Linked DNA regions of Rattus norvegicus: region 1 is linked to region 2. The links are chromatin contacts, called in public Hi-C maps. All regions are on one chromosome and are shown on one strand. The core of a region is the stretch at or near the end of the contact, and the rest is flanking DNA. Distances in the headings are between cores, read along the strand shown. Region 1 has its middle 69 kb from the start of Fbln2. Region 2 has its middle 53 kb from the start of Iqsec1.

Evidence for each region. Hi-C and Micro-C count contacts between places; a contact is called where the count stands out from the background.
Region 1: a contact with region 2 is called in a Hi-C map of the A7r5 cell line, with 5 times the contacts expected there. The contact joins two enhancer-like sites. A contact is called at or near these places in 3 of 12 Hi-C or Micro-C datasets (the A7r5 cell line, mammary epithelial cells and psoas muscle).

The regions. Positions count from the first base shown.
Region 1 is chr4:125,329,000-125,332,942 of GRCr8, reverse strand. No RefSeq gene overlaps it. Among named protein-coding and RNA genes, the nearest start is that of Fbln2, 69 kb to the right of the region's middle. Within about 2 kb of position 2,437, at least 28 of the 93 cell types and tissues checked have an H3K27ac peak or open chromatin away from gene starts, as enhancers often do. A contact at or near this core is called in the A7r5 cell line, where this site is marked.
Region 2 is chr4:124,878,416-124,882,312 of GRCr8, reverse strand. It overlaps a transcript of Iqsec1 not described here. Among named protein-coding and RNA genes, the nearest start is that of Iqsec1, 53 kb to the right of the region's middle. Within about 2 kb of position 2,097, at least 6 of the 93 cell types and tissues checked have an H3K27ac peak or open chromatin away from gene starts, as enhancers often do. A contact at or near this core is called in the A7r5 cell line, where this site is marked.

The DNA of each region.
Region 1 (3,943 bases), core at 1,188-3,687, 450 kb before region 2:
TCCGGCTACACTGCCCTGTCATCGAGAGCTTCACGAGCTGGTGACGCAAATAGCAATTTGGGGAGGACAGGAGGGGGGAGAGTACAGCCAAAATAATGCCCCCTCCCTCCGCGGCCCCGCCTTAGCCACTGGTCTCTTCACAGCTAGACCTCAGGCAACGGAGGAGGGGGTAGCTGAAGGCAGGCCCAGATCTAACAAAGGACTGGATGCTCCCTAAGCCGGAGCCAAGACTGTTTCCATGGTAACCCTCTTCAAGGATAAAGCAAAGGCTTGGTTCCCCCCAACATGATGCTACTGGCTGTGAAAAGGGGAGCTGAGCCTTAGAACACAGGTGGGGAAACTGAGTTTTGGGGAAGGATCGGGACATGTTGCAAGCTTCCCTACTAGCTCAGACACCCAGGTTTCCCACCAAAAGCACATCACGTTTCTTAGAGCCCCTGTTTCCTAGAGCTCCTGAGAACAGGAATAATATCTATAAGGGAACAAGCTCTGAGCAAACTACACTTTCTAAGAAGGTGAAGTGCAAGGTGGTGGGGAGAGTTATCATGGAAAGACCTGGTGGTCAACGAGGGCATACCTGAGAAAACACATGGGGAAGTGGTGCCTTCTGGGAAAGAGGAAAGGAAAGGAAAGAGGCCTTCTGAGCACCAGGAAGCAACGTCTGGGGCAGAGGAAATGGTCACAGGCCAAGCAGCGAGTTTAGCCTACAGAACATCAGGGTGATGTGGAGGCAAAGGGAAAGTGAGTCTGAGAGGTAGGCTCCAGAGAACCACAGAACCGCAAGGTGGACAGGGGTAGGTTAGCCCAGGTGGCCAGGCACTCTGCAGAGAAAGGGCTGTGTCCACAGAAGCATCCTGCAGAAACACAGTAGAAGTGCACACTGGGCCCTGGAGGCTAGCAGCAAGAGAGGCAGGGTAGTGGTCAGGCCAGAGCAGCTAGGACTGTACACAAGGATGACCCTCAGTTGGATGGTCTGGAATAGAGAAGCTTACAGAGGGAAGGCATCAAGATTGGAATGTCCTAAGAGTTCATTTTGCAGGACTCACCAGTGGTGCAAATATTGGGAACAGAGAGGGAGGGGAGGTCAGGTTCTAGAATGTTCTGGGGTCCAATAGATAGGATATGGGAGAGTGAAAGAGAAGTCATATTTCCAGCCCAAGGCAACAGAGTTGCCAACAGGCTGTCTCTCCTCCCTCCTGTTCCAGATTGGACTATCCTATGCACATCTTTCTCGCTCACCCTTTTCATGATCACCCAGCCCACCCCTGCATTTTGCTCTGGCCCTAGCCCAAACATTTTGACAAACATACCTGTCTAACTAGCTGGAAAAGATCCGCCTTTTCCCTGGGCTGTGTATGCAAGGTTGTTTATGTTCTGCTTTATGCCATACCTGGTGCCAGTTACTGGGACTCAGTTTACTATCAGCATAGGCCAACACCTCACTCCCTCTTCTCTTCCATGCAGAACCACATCTTACCCCTACCTATTTAGAAACTTCATCTCTAGCACCCATGCCTGGAGGCACAAGTGGGATATTGCACAAAGGCCATGTAGTCTGGAGGAGACTCACCAAGAGGACACAAATTACATTGTGCAGGGTGAGCAGGCCAGAATATGGCTACCAACACTGTGCTGCTCGCAGTGAAAAAGCTGAAGCCTCCCAGCCTGACCCACAGAAAGAATGGCCCAGACCTGGGTCATGGCATACTTTGTCTTCTTGGTGCTGGTGGGTTTCTCCCAGGAGTTCTTGTCCCCAAGCCGTGACAAGACGATCCTTATTCTCTTTGGGCCTGACCTTTGGAGGCAGGATGGTGCTTAGAAAGCCTCAATCCCAGCTACCGTCTCTCGACTCTGCCAACCTCTCACAGGGATGGCTCAGCTGACCCAAGGGCGTTGACCTGATGACTCGGCTCTGGATGGGAACTTCAGGCATAAACCCTGACCCTGATGCCAAAGCCCTGGAGCCAGCACAGCCCTACTGTCCCTTCCTGTCCCCACCCTTCCTGAGCTTCAAAGGTCAAAGTCCTAGAACAGGGAGGACAGAAACCTTAGTGTCAGCCAAGCAGAACTGGCCTTGAGCTCCCTATCTGATAAAATGGACAGAAAGAAGGATGAGGCTAACTCTGACTAACCTACCAGGACACAGACAGTCTCAGAGGTTGAGCCCCGTACCTGACACCAGAGCTGAAGCTATCAGCAACCCCTGCCAAGGAGAAGCCAGGAGCATGTGCTTCAGGGGTAGAAAGAGGATACCTGGGCTATTCCAACTGTTACATCAACCTGCCCCTTCCCCCAGCCCTGGCCTGCTCTGGATCTTTTGGCAAACTCCGAATAGTGGAAAAAGAGTCACCACTTTCCTCCCAGCTAGTCTGCATTCCAGCAAGAGCGCGCCTGTGCTGTTGATTCACTCAGCATTTATCTGTGCCTGCTTTGTTCTGTGCCTGGTGCTGGGTGCTGGGGACTTAGAAGGGAGGCTCATTTGCATATGACCTGAGAAGTGCTACTAGCAGGCAACTAGAAGGCAGTTGGGGAAGCACCTACTCTGTGGAGGATGGTCAGAGCTGGGTGTTGCAGGATGAATAGGAGTTTCCAGGCTCTCCAAGCAAAAGGTACAGAGTTGGAAGAGGAGGCTACAAGGATCTCGGAAAGAAGAGTGGCTAAGGTGATTGGTACACAGGGTTCAGCAGGGAGTAATGACTATAAGACTGAAGAGGGTGGAGCCAGGATGGTGGGCTCTGAAACTTGAACTTTGTATTGCAAGCAATGGGGAGCCATGGTGAGATTTACATAGAACATGGGAGCTAAGGCATGCCCTGCTAGCTCCTGACAACCGCCTCCTGAGGCAGCAGGCTTAGGCAGATAGGATCAGACAGACCAGCCTCACCCTAGCCTCTCATCAGCCCTAGCTGGGGACCCTGTGTGATTCTAAGGAGAATATGCAACCTCTCTGGGCTTATAAAGTGAAGACAGGCATGGAAGGGAGGATGATTCAGGCGAGGTGTAAGATCACATGCAGCCTCCTGTCCCTCTCAGAGCAGGCAAGGTAAGTAGGCCAAGCTGGATTGCTTCCTACCCCTGAGAATGGCTGGACAAGCGCCTGGGAACCACAAGACCAAACTGCACAGAGCTGGAGGTTGGGTGTCACTGACCAAGCTCCCCACAATCACATGTGTTTACCGAGAGACACAGACACCTGGTGTCCAGACATCTGGTGTAGGACAAGCCCCATTTACAGTCACTGCCCCAGCACAGCTGTCAGAACTGCCTGCTCTCACATGGGTGGGCAGACCAACTCTCAGCAAATGCTATAGCACCCTATACTGGTCACACACAGGAGTCACCTTTCCAGAGGGCCTCTCCCCCAGCATGTACACACCTGTGCCCATGTCTGCACATGTGGGCTGGCAGCTAGGCACACCTAGCATTTCTAAAATGCCAATTACATAGAAGTTACAGTTATCAGAATACCAAGAAGGTCATGGTGGGGCTCCAGTGGGCCTCTTAACCCCTATGGCGCTCTCCAGCAGCAGGTCTCAAACCAGTACAATTTCTATATACAGAGAGAAAATAGGACGTGGGGCCCCTGAAGAGCCAGGCAACCACATCCAAAGCAACAGGGATTCCTGGCCTGTGGCAGGGGTGACAGGGAAGGCAGCATGTCCATTAGAGTTTGGAATCAGGTAAAAAGGCGTCATCCGGGCTCCGCACATCCTTGCTTATGTGCTCCTGGGCTACTGCCCAGTCCTACACTGATTAGAACGACGCTTTCCCTATCTACACCAACTGCTAACAATTCCTCTCTTGGCCGCCAGGTGTCACCACACACTGCCTATGGCCTGGCGAGGTCGCAGCCATGGAGATATCAGATTCCAAGCTAGATGAATGATGTTGTTGAAGCTCTGTGGCAGTCCCCAGAATCTTGCTGTTACTGATCAGCCAATAG
Region 2 (3,897 bases), core at 848-3,347:
CAAAGACCAAAAGGGCAAGCCCCCTGAGTCCTTGGATTGGATATGGCAAGAATTCCAGGCATCAGGGACCTGGAAGTTTGCCTGCAGAGGATCCAACCACATCTGGAACCTGGACATAAGCAGAGGATACAGCCATGGCTGCCTACATGGTCCTCAGTGCCCATATCAGAACCACTAGATGTCAGTGCCACCCGGTGTTCTTGGCCACTTGCTACACACTACTTACTGAATGAAGGAGCCTTCTGTAGGGCAAAATTACATCATCAATGGGCCTTACCTTCCTGGGTCTCTGCTTATCCACAGGCCTTTGATAAGGTCTGTCCAGGAAGAAACCCCTCCTCTCAAGGCAAGAGGGCTGGCTGGCAGCTGTGTGTCTATGTGTGTGTGTGTGTGTGTGTGTGTGTGTGTGTGTGGTCTTGCCTTGTACATATGGAGAGTAGGCTTTCCAGTTCCAAGGACTCACAGGGTGCCTATGGGCAGACAAGAATGGAAGTCTCCAGTCCTCTCTGTCCCTAAGCCTAGAAGGTCTTAGGAGTTGTGAGGACAGAGGTTCTGAGTACCCACCTAGGGACCACAAGCCCTTTTATTATGTGGGGTCCCTTGAGATGGCACCAAGTATTTGGGGCACAGAGGACTGAAAGCTGGAACTCCAAGGTGCTTAACAGGCCTATATGAGAAGGTGACATTTGAGATGATAGCTTTGGGCCAGGGAAAGGACCCCATCCCTTCCCTATGGGCATCAGACAGGTTAAACACAAAGCCCTGAGGCTCGATAAAGTCCTCTGCTTTGGGGACAGAAGGATGCTAGTGGGCCTGTGGCAGAGTAGAGGACCCAGCATGAGGCCATGAGTCCAGAGAAGTAGGCCAGGCTGAAGGACAGCCTGAAGGCCTATTGTCTTCCCTGTTACGCGCTCTATGGCCCATGCCTTGCCTGGATAACAGGCCCTACTGAGGCTCTGCAGCTGGAGGTCGCAGAAGGCATTGATGTTATCTTAGGGGAGCCAGCAAAGTCACCTGAGCATGGCAGAAGCTGACTGCAGGCCTGAAGAGAAACCCAGCCCCGACCCTACTCCAAGTCTCACTGCTGTGGGACCAGCCACTATCATATTGAGGCAGCCAAACACTGCCCTCTGCTGGTATACTTGTGTATAACACTCAGAGTTTTCCTGAGACCTGACAGACCTCGGAGCCTCTAAGTTCCCTTTTGCAATTGTTTCCCTTAGCCTTAGAACAAGTCTCTCTTCCCCTTTGTCCCCTTCCAAGTTGTTTCTTATGACTAGGCATAGAGTGGTTTAACCCTAGAGCAGCACTTACCATGATCTTTGCTTTATCTCTAAGCCTCTGCCCAGGGGCTGGGGCTGGGGGCAGAAAACACAGAATAACCCCTTGCTTTAGGATGTCCCAGTCAGGATTCCCCAAGCCCTGCCTACTCTCTTCCATCTAGGCTACCCCTTCCTGCTCGTCTTCCACAAAGAAGTTGAACTCCAGAGAATGCCCCTAGGAAGGGACAAAGTCTAGGTCCCCCACAGAACATGTGACTCTCAGGAGTTGCCCTCTGCTTGCCCACACCTCTGTCATGGACATATCTATAGTACCTGGGTTACAGGACATGAAGTGGAGCAGAGCAGGGCAGGGCAGGGCAGTCCAAGAGGCCACGTAGCCCAGCAGGAGTGACTCAGCTGAAACAGCTCAGCTTTGCTATGGCTTCCAGGACCCTCCTCAGCTCTGACCTGCTTCTGCAGTAGCTGCAAAGGTTTTTCTCTGGGAGGTAGGAAGCCAGGAGGAAAAGAGGGAAAAGAGGGGATAGGTGGGTTCACAGTAGAAGCATAAGACCAAGAACATGGCCCTGGGTATCTGAAGTGGACACCTTTGTACATCAAAAGCCTTGCCACCTATGAGCAGCCCCATGTTCCAAAACGTTTCTGGTAGGCCTGGATGGGCTGTAAATATCTTGCCGTATATAGTTCTGCTGTGTGGGTTAAGGTAAGGACAGGAATCTGGCTTGTTCTGCACAGATAGAGTGCCTTTAGGGAATATGTCCAGTCTGGCTGAGTCCAGGAATGCAGAGCCAAGAGCCACCACACTTGAGAAAGGGAGCAGGGCCCCAGGCCTAACTCCAGCCTGGGTGACAGGATGCATGTGTTTGTTCATCTATCTAGTGTTCAGTGAGGACACTGGGGGAAGCTTTGGAGCCAATCAGTGAATTCAGTCATGGTTTTCCAGCCCCCTTCAACCCAACTCTCTGAGAAGGACAGTGGACCTGTGAGTGGTACTACAGAGAGGGATGGTGAGGGGCTGCAGGGGCAGAGGTGGGAGGGGGACCTTGCTGAACCCATGTTGATTGAGCCTGAAACCCAAATGATAAATGGTGATGGACAGCTTTGAGGATGACAGGAATTAAATGAAGGGGGTTGTGGTTAGGCCAGGGCATCTAGTGATTTCTGCAGCCTACGAACAGAGAAAGTTCAAGTCAGCCAGGGGGCACGAATGAGTTACCTTCCAACATAACTGGATTTCTCTGCAAGGAACATACCCCAGGGCATGATCACATGTGGTCTAGGGCTATGGTCAGGACAGTGTTATGCCCCATACCTGGGCTCCGTTCAGCCTACCTGGTGTGTCCAAATACTAGTGGGGGTGGGGTACATATCTGAGTCTGGGGTCCTAGTCTAAGATCTCTATAGAGTTCACTGGTTGATAGGACATGGGGTCCCCTGACATGGCAGATGCCTGAATATGCCAAGAGAAAGAACACAGTAGGAAGCAGGCATCTAAAGGATTTGGAGACCTTGTCAAGGATCTGGGGACCACCTCTGCAGGAGGCTGTAGGCTCACTGCCCTGCAGACCCCATGTTCTGTTCCTATAGCATTCATGGCTGTGGGGGAAGCAGATAAAATCAGGGAGAGTGACAATAAAGGAGAGTGGGCCCTAGTGCAAGGACTCAGTGTGAGACCACACTTGGTCACATTCATTGTCTCATCAAGTCAACATTTTATTGAGTAGCTGTGGTGACCCAGACACTGGGGTCACAACCCTGAACAGAAAAGATGAAGACCCTCTTCTTATGAGACTGGGACCTGAGCTTGCTGTGCCCTCAAATCCCTGGTCAGCCTTCCACCCATCAGGGCCACTAGCAAAACCCCCATGGAAGAAGGGCAGGGGGTGGGGAGGGACATTGGCTTAGTCAGGTAGAAAGTATGTGCTCTCCTGGGCAGGATCCCAGCATAGAGATAGGACAAGGAATATTCACTCCATAGAAACTGTCCGAGTTCCTCCTGCAGCCCAACCGCTCTAGGCACCAGAGGCAAAAACCAAGTGACCATTGTCTGTCAGGCCCCAATAGCCATGAACTTTGTGGGAGGCACCATCCTCGCCGAGCACCATAGGTCCCCTTCCCTGTGGTGTCAGGGTGTGGGAAAGAGGCAGTATCTATGCCTCAGACAGAGCAGCCAGTGGCCTGAGAGGTTACCAGAGACTACAGGATTCTGGCACCATGCCCACTGCCCATCATTCTGTCGCACAGATTCTTTGTGAAAAAGTCTGTGCAGTCTACACAGCTCTGGAACGTTGTTGACATCAGCAGCTGATAACTGCTCCATGCAACTGTCCAGTGGCCCTGCCCTCACCTACCTTGTTGCATATGCCCCCGGGGACAGTGTTGAGCATGTATCCTAGCCCACTCTGCTCTCATTGTACATGTTCACCCATCTGAGTTTCACTTTTAAATATTTATATTTTTATTTGTGTCTATGTGTGGGGATATCAGTGCAGTGCCCTCAGAGGCCAGAAGAGGGTGTTGTTATCTCATGGAGATGGAGCTACAGTTGCGAGCTGCTTAACGTGGGTGCCGGGATCTGAACTCCTGTTTTCTATAAGAGCATCAAGTGCTCTTGATC